Linked DNA regions of Mus musculus: region 1 is linked to region 2. Evidence: chromatin contacts called from public promoter capture Hi-C data. All regions are on one chromosome and are shown on one strand. Each heading gives the region's core, a stretch centred on a gene start, on an enhancer-like site or on the middle of the called end of the contact. The rest is flanking DNA. Distances are from core to core; before and after follow the strand shown.

The links. Promoter capture Hi-C pulls out the DNA fragments that hold promoters and counts their contacts.
Region 1: a contact with region 2 is called in a promoter capture Hi-C map of pre-B cells, with 2.9 times the contacts expected there. The contact joins the promoter of Necap2 here to the promoter of Capzb in region 2. A contact is called at or near these places in 1 of 39 promoter capture datasets (pre-B cells) and 1 of 115 datasets of contacts at active chromatin or transcription factors (pancreatic cancer cells).

Annotation. Positions count from the first base shown.
Region 1 is chr4:141,075,697-141,080,610 of GRCm38.p6, forward strand. It overlaps Necap2 (NECAP endocytosis associated 2), which reads right to left and starts at 2,661. Exons shown (of 8, transcript NM_025383.4): 1 at 2,517-2,661. The coding sequence starts at 2,608.
Region 2 is chr4:139,190,450-139,195,879 of GRCm38.p6, forward strand. Capzb (capping protein (actin filament) muscle Z-line, beta) reads left to right here and starts at 2,450. Exons shown (of 9, transcript NM_009798.4): 1 at 2,450-2,579. The coding sequence starts at 2,577.

The DNA.
Region 1 (4,914 bases), core at 1,411-3,910, 1.9 Mb after region 2:
ATGTGTCCACACAGATAAACACAATAAATAAGTAAATAAACTTAAAAAAAGAAAGTCCTGGCTGGGCGTGGTGGCGCATGCCTTTAATCCCAGTACTTGGGAGGCAGAGGCAGGTGGATTTCTGAGTTTGAGGCCAGCCTGGTCTACAAAGTGAGCTCCAGGACAGCCAGAGCTATACAGAGAAACCCTGTCTCGAAAAACCAAACAAACAAACAGAAAACAACAACAACAAAAAAGTCCTTATTACAGGGCTGGAAAGATGGCTTAGGAGTTAAGAACATTGGCTACTCTATCTGAGGACCTGAGTTCGATTCCCAACATCCACTTAGCAGATAACAAGGGTCTGTAACTTGAGTCCTGTGATACACGCAGACAAAACATCCATACATATACAAAAAGTAAATGTAAAAATGAAAACTGTAATAGCTATTCTTGGCAAGGCTGTCCCTCAGGAAGTCCTCAGAATCCGAAGCTCGTAACTGTTCCGTTATGAAACAGTCTTCAAAATCTCCAGTCATTTCAAGTTGTCCAAAATATTATTCTTAGCCTGTGGCCATTCAAAACTGCAGGCAGTTGGAGCGTGCTGGCATTCAAAACGCCCACACGCAGCCGCTGTTGCTGGCCCCTATTCTAAAGACCACAGACCTTCACCCAAGTGGGAATTCCTTCCCAGCTTCCTGTCCATAGAGGAAGCAGCTCCGGGCCTATTGTGTCTGTTAAGGCACTGTGATGCCAAGCTAGCGGGACCAACCGGCTGGGGGACCCTTGAGACCATGGAGGGAGTACAGAGGGACAGGATCTTTGGTAGAAAGAGTGTAAAAGTGCATGAGGGTCCGGGGGAGGAAAGAGCGGCTAGGAAGGATATTCTCGGCTGTATTCCAGGTAGGAGGGAACGAGGACCCTCGTCAATGCCTTCTTTGGCTCCTTTAGAAGGCAACAGTGTCGTCGTCAGCAGCAGCAGCAGCAGCAGAAGCAAAGAGAAACCCCTGAACAGCAAATGCCATGGGTACTTTCAGAAGGCTTTTCTGGGAAGTTCTAAGCAAAGCCACTGTCAGCTCTCTAGAACTCTAGCTGGCAGCTGTGGCAGATCCACATGAATGTACATCTTCAGCTAACAAGGCAGCAGGCTCAGTTTCTGTTCCTCTTCCTGGCGCCGCGGGCTTTAGATTCAGGCTAAGGAGAGCCCGAAAGGTTGAGTGTAGGGCGGGCAGCTTCCTCTGTATCAAACCAGCCTGGCTGGATACTTGGTGACCCCACCCTCCGGAGGATCAAGAGAAGCTAACCCTAGTCTACTGAACGAAGACCCAACAGATAGGGGTAGACTGCCAATCTCCGGTTTGATAACAAGAAAGGAAAGGGAGACAGCTGTGGAGATGATTCGGTGCAGATGAGCAAGCTTGAGGCCCCGAGTTTGGATCTCTAGCGCCTAAAAGCCAGGTCTGGCTCCAGCTACCTGTAGACCCTCCACTGTGTGGGGTGGGGCAGAGAAAGGAGTTTCACTGGGCTTGCTGAACACCTAGTCTAGATGAAAACAGCCAACCCCAGCTTCAGTTAGGGGCCACCTCAAGGGAACAACGGACATGAAAAAAGCAAGACACTGGCTGGAACTCCTGTGGCTTCTGCATGCACCCGCACCACACCCAGACACGCAAAAGCAAGCACAGGCAGCTGTAGCTTGCTGACCTCCATTCTTGTCATTTTAATATTATTTTAAAATCATCGCACCGACACAGTTAAGTGTTCTAAGATACCCATTCAGAAAATGTTATGAGCCTGTGTTACATAGCGCAAAGGGCAGATGGAGTTGGCCCTCCAACACATTTGTGGTACCCGACGACCTGTTTCCAAACAACTCAGACACCCATCGCCTTCGAGAGCCACCCAGCCTAAGTAGCAACACCCCACCACAGGGCACAGGACACACCACGTATTTTTCATCTTTTTCAGTTAGGGAAGGTGTCCAACTTTGTGTCTCCTCTCCTAGACTAGAGTCCTGGGTTCCCTTCCGGAGACACTCCGTGTGTTTACAGGCATTTGAGTTTATTTGCCTCAGGTGACGCTCACTCAAGACAAGGGCGGCGGTATCCTCCCAGCTGCAAGTATGTTGTGATCAGGGGTGAAACTGGGGTCAGGAGAGCCGGAGATAGGAACAGCGTCCCTGGGCTTCGTGGGACGGGTCCCCCAGATGGCCGGGTTCCCTCCCGTGCCCTCCCGGCGGGGATTTCCGCGGGTGGCAGGGTTTTCTGGGATCCCGTCACGACTGTCGGTTAGCGCTGTGACACGACCCGTAGACCCCGCCGAGGGAACCCACTGCGCTCTCGGGTCCCCAGGAGCTGGCTGCGACCGTTGCCGGCGTCCCGCTGACGGCTCAGGGCCAGCGACCCCTCCTAAGTCTGGCCCCGATTAAAGTAGCCACAGGGCTCCATCCTTTCCGCCCCTAAACCCGACAACCGGTCCTCGTCCCCCGCAGTGCATGCCGGGGCGGGGGACGGGAAGATTAAGCCAGGAACGGTCACCTGTAACCACGGTTGGTGGCCCGCGGCGGGATGCGGTAGACGTGGACCTCCGGCTTGACACACAGAACAGACTCGTACTCACTCTCCTCCATCTCTATCGCCCGAGCCCTCGGGACTTCCGGCTTCTCCCCGCCCCTTCAGGACCGGAAGTGATGCGACTCTATGACCAAGTTCTGTCTAGAGCGGAAGCTCCGGGGGACCCCCCGATCGCTCCCGAGTGCCCTCTGCCGGGCGCCTCAGATCAGACCGTGAAGCGATTGCTCTCTGCTGCTGTGGGACCTGAGAAGCTCGAGATGCCGCTGATCTGAGCCTAATCCCGAACCTGGTTGTAGTTCAAACTCTATACCCTAGACCAGGGTGGCTGATATGCAAGATACCCTGCAGCCCTGCCCTTCTGACGGAATGTCCTTGTCCCCGCCAATCCCAGAAGGTTCTCAGAGGCTTCTGGAGGAATCTCGCTCCACAACTTTTTATAACCTACTATGTGCGCAAGGCCCCAGTGGCTTAGCGCAACAGGAGTACAAATCAAAGTTGTGAACCAAAGTTCCTGGTTGTCTTTGCTGTGAAGAGACACTATGACCAAGGCAACACTTACAAAAAGAAATCCTTTCATTGGGGGCTTGCTTACAGTTTCAGAGGCTTAGTCCATGATTAGCATGCGGGAGAGCATGGCGGCATGCAGGCAGGCGTGATACCAGAGAAGCAGCTGAGAGCTGTACGTCATGATCCTGGTGGGGGTGGAAGGGCCACAGCACACAGGGATGGGGCGGGAGGAAGGGGAGCACGGACGACAGTGACCCGGGCCTGATACGGGCTTTTGGAAAACTCAAAGACCAAACCCCCATCACAGCTTTTCCAACGAGGACACACCTCCTAATCCTTCCACGAGGTTGATCACTTGTGAAAAGCTAGAATAAGGCAGATTGGGAGGCGAATTGATTTTGAGTTATCTTGACCCTCTAAATAGCCATTTATTGGCCACCTCTGTATGTGACCTAAGATCCTTGTGACTATTAGGTAAATCCTTTGGAAGGTACAAATGCCAGCTTTCACCAATAAAGGCTAAGAATGTCATCAGATAGCAAGTAAGGGCCATAAATGATGTTTCCCGGCTTTGCGGTGACTCACCTGCCTGAGGTCTCCACCAACGGTTTGAAAAATGCCTCGGTTTGATGTTTGTTTTGTTTTGTTGATTTTTTGGGTTTTTTGTTTTTGTTGGTTTTTTTTGAGACAGGGTTTCTCTGTGTAGCCCAGGCTGTCCTGGAACTCATTTTGTAGACCAGGCTGGCCTCAAACTCAGAAATCCACCTGCCTCTGCCTCCCGAGTGCTGGGATTAAAGGCGTGTGCCACCACGCCTGGCTCAGTTTTTTGGTTTTTCGAGACAGGATTTCTCTGTGCAGTCCTGGCTGTCCTGGAACTCACTCTGTAGACCAGGCTGGCCTCGAACTCCGAAATCTGCCCGCCTCTGCCTCCCAAATGCTGGGATTAAAGGTGTGCGACACCACGGCCGGGCTAATGCCTCGGTTTATAACTATTTTTTCATCACTGTGGTGGTCTGAATGGGAATGGCCCCCATAGGCTCATAATTTTGAATGCTTGGTCATTAGGAATTGGCACTACTTGAGAGGAACTAGGAGGTGTGGCCTTGGAGTGGGTGTGGCCTTTTGGAGGAAGTATATTATTGGGGGTGAGCTTTGAGGTTTCAAAAGTCAAAGCCAGTCCCAGTGCCTTTCTCTTCCTGCTGCCTGCAGATCCAGATGGAGAATGTTCAACTACTTCTCCAGCACCATGTCTGCCTGCGTGCTGCCATGCTTCCCGCCTTGATGATAATGGACTGAATCTCTGAAACTGTAAGCCAGCCTAATTACGTGCTCTCTCTTATAAAAGTTGCTGTGGCCATGGCGTCTGTTAACAGTAATAGATCACTGACTAAGATAGTCATTATGAAATTTTCATGAAATTGTTACCACACCTGGAACATGTATTCTGGTAACGTGAATCTGTGTTTCTGGGCCACAGTCATCCCTATGGCTCCAAAAAAAAAAAAAAAAGAGTTTCAGTTTTCCTTGAAGTGAGAGTTGTATTTTAGAGCCTACAAACTGAAGTTCAGTAAAATGAGTCATTTAAAAAGAAGTCCCCTGGGCTGGAGAGATGACTCAACGGTTAAGAGCACAGACTGCTCTTCCAGAGTTTCTGAGTTCAAATCCCAGCAACCACATGGTGGCTCACAACCATCCGTAATGAGATATGATGCCCTCTTCTGGTATCTGAAGACAGCTATAGTGTACCTATGTATAATAATAAATAAAAATCGAAAAAAAAGTTAAAAAAAAAAGAAGTCCCAGTTGGATATGGTAGAGCATGCTTGCAGTCCCAGTGTGGAGGATGTCGCAGAGG
Region 2 (5,430 bases), core at 1,200-3,699:
CAGGTAGGGACTGAGGGATGCAGGGAGAACCTGGAGGCCAGGTCTGCTTTGGTATGTAAAATATGTACCTCAGCCCCTTGGGTCTGAAACCCAACTTCCTATACCTTGATCCACCCTGTTTATTTTTTTAAATTTATCTATTTTATTTATATGAATATAATGTAGTTGTCTTCAGACACACCAGAAGAGGGCATCAGATCCCATTACAGATGGTTGAGAGCCACCATGTGGTTGCTGGGAATTGAACTCAGGACCCCTGGAAGAGCAGTCAGTCCTCTTACCCACTGAGCCAGCCCATCCACCCTGTTTTTTGACCCAGCGTCTCTCATAGAATTCGTCTTCTCTCTGTATAGTCCTGGCTGTCTTGGAGCTTGCTATGTAGAGTAGATTGGCCTTGAACTCCCAGAGATCCTCCTGCCTCTGCCTTCTGAGTGCTGGGATTATAGGTATATACCACCATAGGCCTTTCTAACTGAATTTGGAGTTTGCCATTTGGCTAGGCTGGCTAGTCACCAAGCCCCAGAGATCCTCCTGCCTTTCACACAGCATTGGGAATATCTCTCCAATACACAGCTAGCTGTACCTGGCTTTTACATGCTGTGGATCAGAGAGGTCCCTATGCTTGGACAGCAAGCACTTTACCCACAGTGCACTTCCCTAGGCCCAATATGTATGCTTTAAAAAATTCCCCGGTGTGTGTGTGTGTACATGTGTTTTATGTCTGTTCCCATGCAGGAAGGCATGTATGTGGGAAACTGAGGGTAACCTCAGGTATTGTTTCTCTGACATTAAAATAAAACTGTCTGGGACACACAAATAGCTTTCTGAGGCCCTCCCTAGTTACCCTGTAGTCCAGCACACAGTAGGCTCACTGCAGTTTGCTGCTCACACACAATTTAGGCTGGCCACAGTGGCCTCTGTGGATACCTAGGTGCTGACAATGGGCGCATGGTCTGCTCCATCCCCACCTTCAGCTATCTGGTCAAGCGTTAGTTTCTGAGTTAAAGCCCCCTTGGACCATCCTCCAAAATACCACCACAGGGCTCGTCTGTCTACCTGCTCTATCCACTGTTTTTCCACATCTCACCCCCAATACTTTATTAGATAGGGTACCTGGTCTCTGACCAGGTTTCAAGCTTGAAGGGGCCTTAACTCAGGACAGGGGTACTTACCCAGGCTGTAAGAGGCTCTATTCCTGGAGGTGAAATCTTACCCACAAGCCATATGCCATCATGGGCTATTTTGCTCAAAGCTGTAATTTCTCCAGCCTGCTTCCTACACAGTGCTTGGCCAATAGCTACATGATAAATACTTCCGGTGTAATGACCTTCTAAGTGCCACTCCCTTCTCTGAACTCCTGTAATATTGGTCTATGTCATTCTTGAGAGACTTACCTGGACGCTTTCTTTGCTGGTGGCTGTCCCTGCAAGCTTTCACTTGACTATAAGCTCAGAGGCCTAGGGCACAGTTTCCCCTCAGATGTTTTCTGATCTCTTCTCAGGACCTGATATGACTCTAAACGGAGGGTGAGCAAGCCGTGTAGGGGGTTGTTATAAACAAAACGTGCAATTCTAGGGCTCCTGAGTTCTAGATAACAAAACAAAATTCACTCTTTTGAACAGCAAATTTCTGGTTGGGGCTGCAGTTAAGTGGAAGAGCTTAGCCTAGCCTGCCTGAGGCTCTACGTTCAATCTTCAGACCTGAAAACAAAGAGGGATTTCTGAGTCACTATATGATTCGAGAGAGATACTCATTTAGGGAAACGGGCTGATTCTCTGTACATAATGTAAAAAAGTATATGAAACAGCATTTATTGAACCCAAATGTTCTAGTCTTCTTACCCGGGTCTTTCCCACAACTACTCTGGTAGCTATGAAGTGCAGGCAGGGATCCTTATGGCTTATTCACTTGTCATCTTTTGGTACCTAAAAGCTGCCCGCCTGGTCCTGATAGCAGGTGTTCAGCAACAGGGGCGGCAGAGCCGGCTTCCCCATGCAGGTTCCGCTCGCTCTGTAGGGGCCGGGCCTCGTCCGGCGCACCAGTTCCGGGTCCGGGTGGGTTGCGGAGGGCCGGTCCCCTCCTAGTTTCGGCGCCTTCCGCATCCTCCGCCCAGGGGAACCAGTGAACCGCTCCACCCTCAGCTAGCCCGCGTCCTGCAGCTGCGAGAAGCGAGGCTGACAGTCAGAGGAGGGACGCAAGTAGACCCAGTCCCTCCGGAACGCCACAGCCCTGGCCGCGCAGGAGCGTTGCGCCTGGCCCGCCCCTCCTGAGACAGGACACGCCCACTCGACCACAGGGCCTGCCCCCGTCCCCGCCCCCCGCGCGGCGCTCCATACTTGGCGATCGCTGCGGCCCCGCGCTCTCATTGGTCGGGAGCTGGCGGCTGGGGGGCGGGTCGGGCTGGCCGGGGCGGGGAAGGAAGGTGGTGGCTGCCCGGCGCGGGGGGGTGGGGGGGGGAGGGGGGCGCTGACCCGGATGTTCACTCTTGGGCACCCGGGGAAGTGGAAGCGCAGGGCCCTGCTGCGGGGGGGAGAGCCACAGACGCCGGGACAGGGACCGTCGCCGCCGCCGCCACCATGGTAAAGGGACCCCTTCACGGCTCCATCCCGGGACCCCTCTCACCGCCGGAGCTCGCGTCCACTCCTTCGCCGACCCGCCCGGCCCGGGAAGGGTGGGGATCCGGGGTGGGGGAGGGGCGGGGTCCCGGACCCTAGGCAGACGCCACTCTTCGGGTCCGGAGTGGGCGGCGGGAGGCCCTGATAGCCTATGACCCCGCCCTGGGCTCCATGTGGAGCCCAGTTCTTCTCCCTGCAAGTCCAGGCTAGTCTCGCCTATCCCAGGCTAGACCTTCCTTCCTTCAGGGGCCAGGCCGGGCACCCCTCTCGCAGGCCTTCATCCCATGGGCTGTACTTGGGCTCCTGCCTCGGCCCCAGGGCCCAGGCTAGGACCGTGGTTCTCGCTCCAGTGGTCCAGTCTAGGTCCCCTTCCCCCAAACTCTTCTCCTCTCCATGGCCCCAGTCTGCACCCCGATAAGCCCTTTCCAGTGAACTCTGCCTAGGTTTGTTTCCTTCACCGTCATGGAATCTTCTCTCTGCGGTCGGTCCTCAAGTGTGGCCTCTCTACTCCAGCTGTGTTCCCCCCCTCCCTGCACCTCCCTGTCCCCGGCCCTAGCCGTCCCCTTCCCCCGACTTCTCACGACTTAGCCTAGCCTGCGTCAGCCCTTCGCTGCTCTCACCCTCCCATCTAGACCCTGCTTGTTCCGTGTCCTGCTCCTGACCCAGGTGTCCCCTCTCCTGTTCCTAGGAGGCTCTTTCTGGGCAGCCTCTGGCGAGCGGGGGAGAGCCCCAGCCAGGGTGGGGGTGGTCTGGGTACTGAGCCTTTCCTAGGTTTGCCCCTTTCTGGGGAGGCCGCTTCGGTGTGAGTGAGCAGGCGAGCGAGGGAGAGAAGGGCGGCATCTGTATGCCCGGAAGGCAGAACAGGGCATTTCCCTTGGGAGGGCCTAGTGGTAGTGCGGCTAATAGAGCGCGTCTTGAGGGGTGCCCTGCCTGAGTGGGGAGCAGAGTGCTGACGGGTTGGTAAGCCAACTGGACAGGGGTGAACTCACAATTGCTCTTGTGAGGCCGCAGCCCTGGGGCTAGGGGGACACGGAGCTCAGCAGCCCAACCTACGGCCTGGACACGATGCATCCTAGCAGGCGCAGCCTTCCTTTCCCCCTGAACTGTCAGCTTGTTAGAGTTGGGACTGCTGATTATGGAGGTGCCTCGGAGCAGGTGAGCAGAAACTCACAGGCCGGAGAGCTCCCGGACTCCACTCATGGTGTTTGTTTTGGTAATGAAGACAGGCACACTATGCTAGCAACTTATTTGAGGAGCCTTAGATGTGTCACTTCCCTCCTCCCCCATACCCCTGCACCCCCTAATCTACCTGGATACCTGCAGAGCAGGCCCACCATCTTTGGTGGTGGAAGGGCCAGAGAACTACCTCACATGGTCAAGGAAGCCTTGTAAGGTAGGCTGAGAGGGAAGGCAACCCACCTGCTCCGTGTAGCCTTACAGGTGGCTCCCCTCCTGCCTGGTCGATATTTAGGAGGGGATTTTGGACCCTAGATGGTTTTGAGGTACCCTGTGCCTTGTTTTAGCAAGGGTGCAGCAACTGTATTGGGGATGACTAAGTCTGATTGGCTAGTAAACTTTCTATATATTGATTAAAAGCATAGGCAAGACAGGTTTTCATGTTATTGCTCTTGGCTGGAAACGGGCCTGGGGGTCTGAACCCCTGACCTTAGTCTGCAGGGGGAAAGGACTTGTCCAGGACAGTTTTGGGTGAGATTCTTCAAAGTAGACTGAAGTTTTCTGTGTGTACTCCCAGCACCAAAGCAGGAGAGGGTGGTGGAGTGGCCAGATGGGACTTAGTCTCCACAGAATCATCTAGGCTTTCGCTTTGTCCATCTGACAGGTGAAGAAAAGCTGGGGCATTCATTGTAACTCATTCAAAATGTTGTTGCATCTGTGTGGAGAGCACTCTTGGCCAGTGGGAGCCTGCCTAGCAGCCTCCAGACTGCGGTCTTCCTTGTCTGCTGTTGTGTGTCTGATATAATGACACTGTTGAAGAACCATAATGATGGGATGGATGCTCAGGCCCAGCCAGGGAGAGCAAGTGCTTACCTCTGCAGACTCTGGGTGGCTCTCCTGTTAGGAAATGGCCATTTTGAGACAGGAGCATAGCCTATGGGCCTGATCCCCGAGCTCTTAGGGGACAGAGATGTTGGTCTTGTGTTTTCTGCCCCTGTCTATCTGGTCCTAGAACAGTACCTAACTCTGAAAGATCTGTCGTGGAAGGCTGGGCGTGGTGCCACATACCTGCAGTCTCAGCTGTTTAAGGCATTCAAGGCCAGCTTGGGCAACAGTGAGGGTGAGACAGGAGATTGCTTAGTGTGATCTGGGATGGTCTGTGAGCGCAGCCACCCAGGTTTGACACTCGTTAACTTGTTCTTCATGTACCCCAACCTCCTAAATGTTTTCTGACTGCCTACTATGCTAGTATAATCTGATGCCCTAATGTGGGTAGTTTGGGCAAACCAGAAGTGGCAGAGTGGGGCTGCATCCTAGGTAATGAATGAAGAGGACCATAGCTCTGTTTTCAGTGGGTTGGCTGGTAGAGCAAATGGCTAGCCAGCTCCAGTGTACCCATCAGGGGGAGAGATTTGAAGTGCATTTGACTTTGGAGTGATTTTTCTTGGAGTCAAGTTAACTGTCCCCAGTAAAAGTGCTTAGGCAAATGGGGTTTATTTACATCCCCTTAGCAGACAGTCTTACTACTGTCCTTAAGTGCTTCACAGTGTCAAAGCCCTGACAGGGCTCTGGTTTCTGACTTCCAGCTCATGGTGGGGCTGGAGCAGTGACAGGCCAAGGAGCTCACAGATGGCACTGA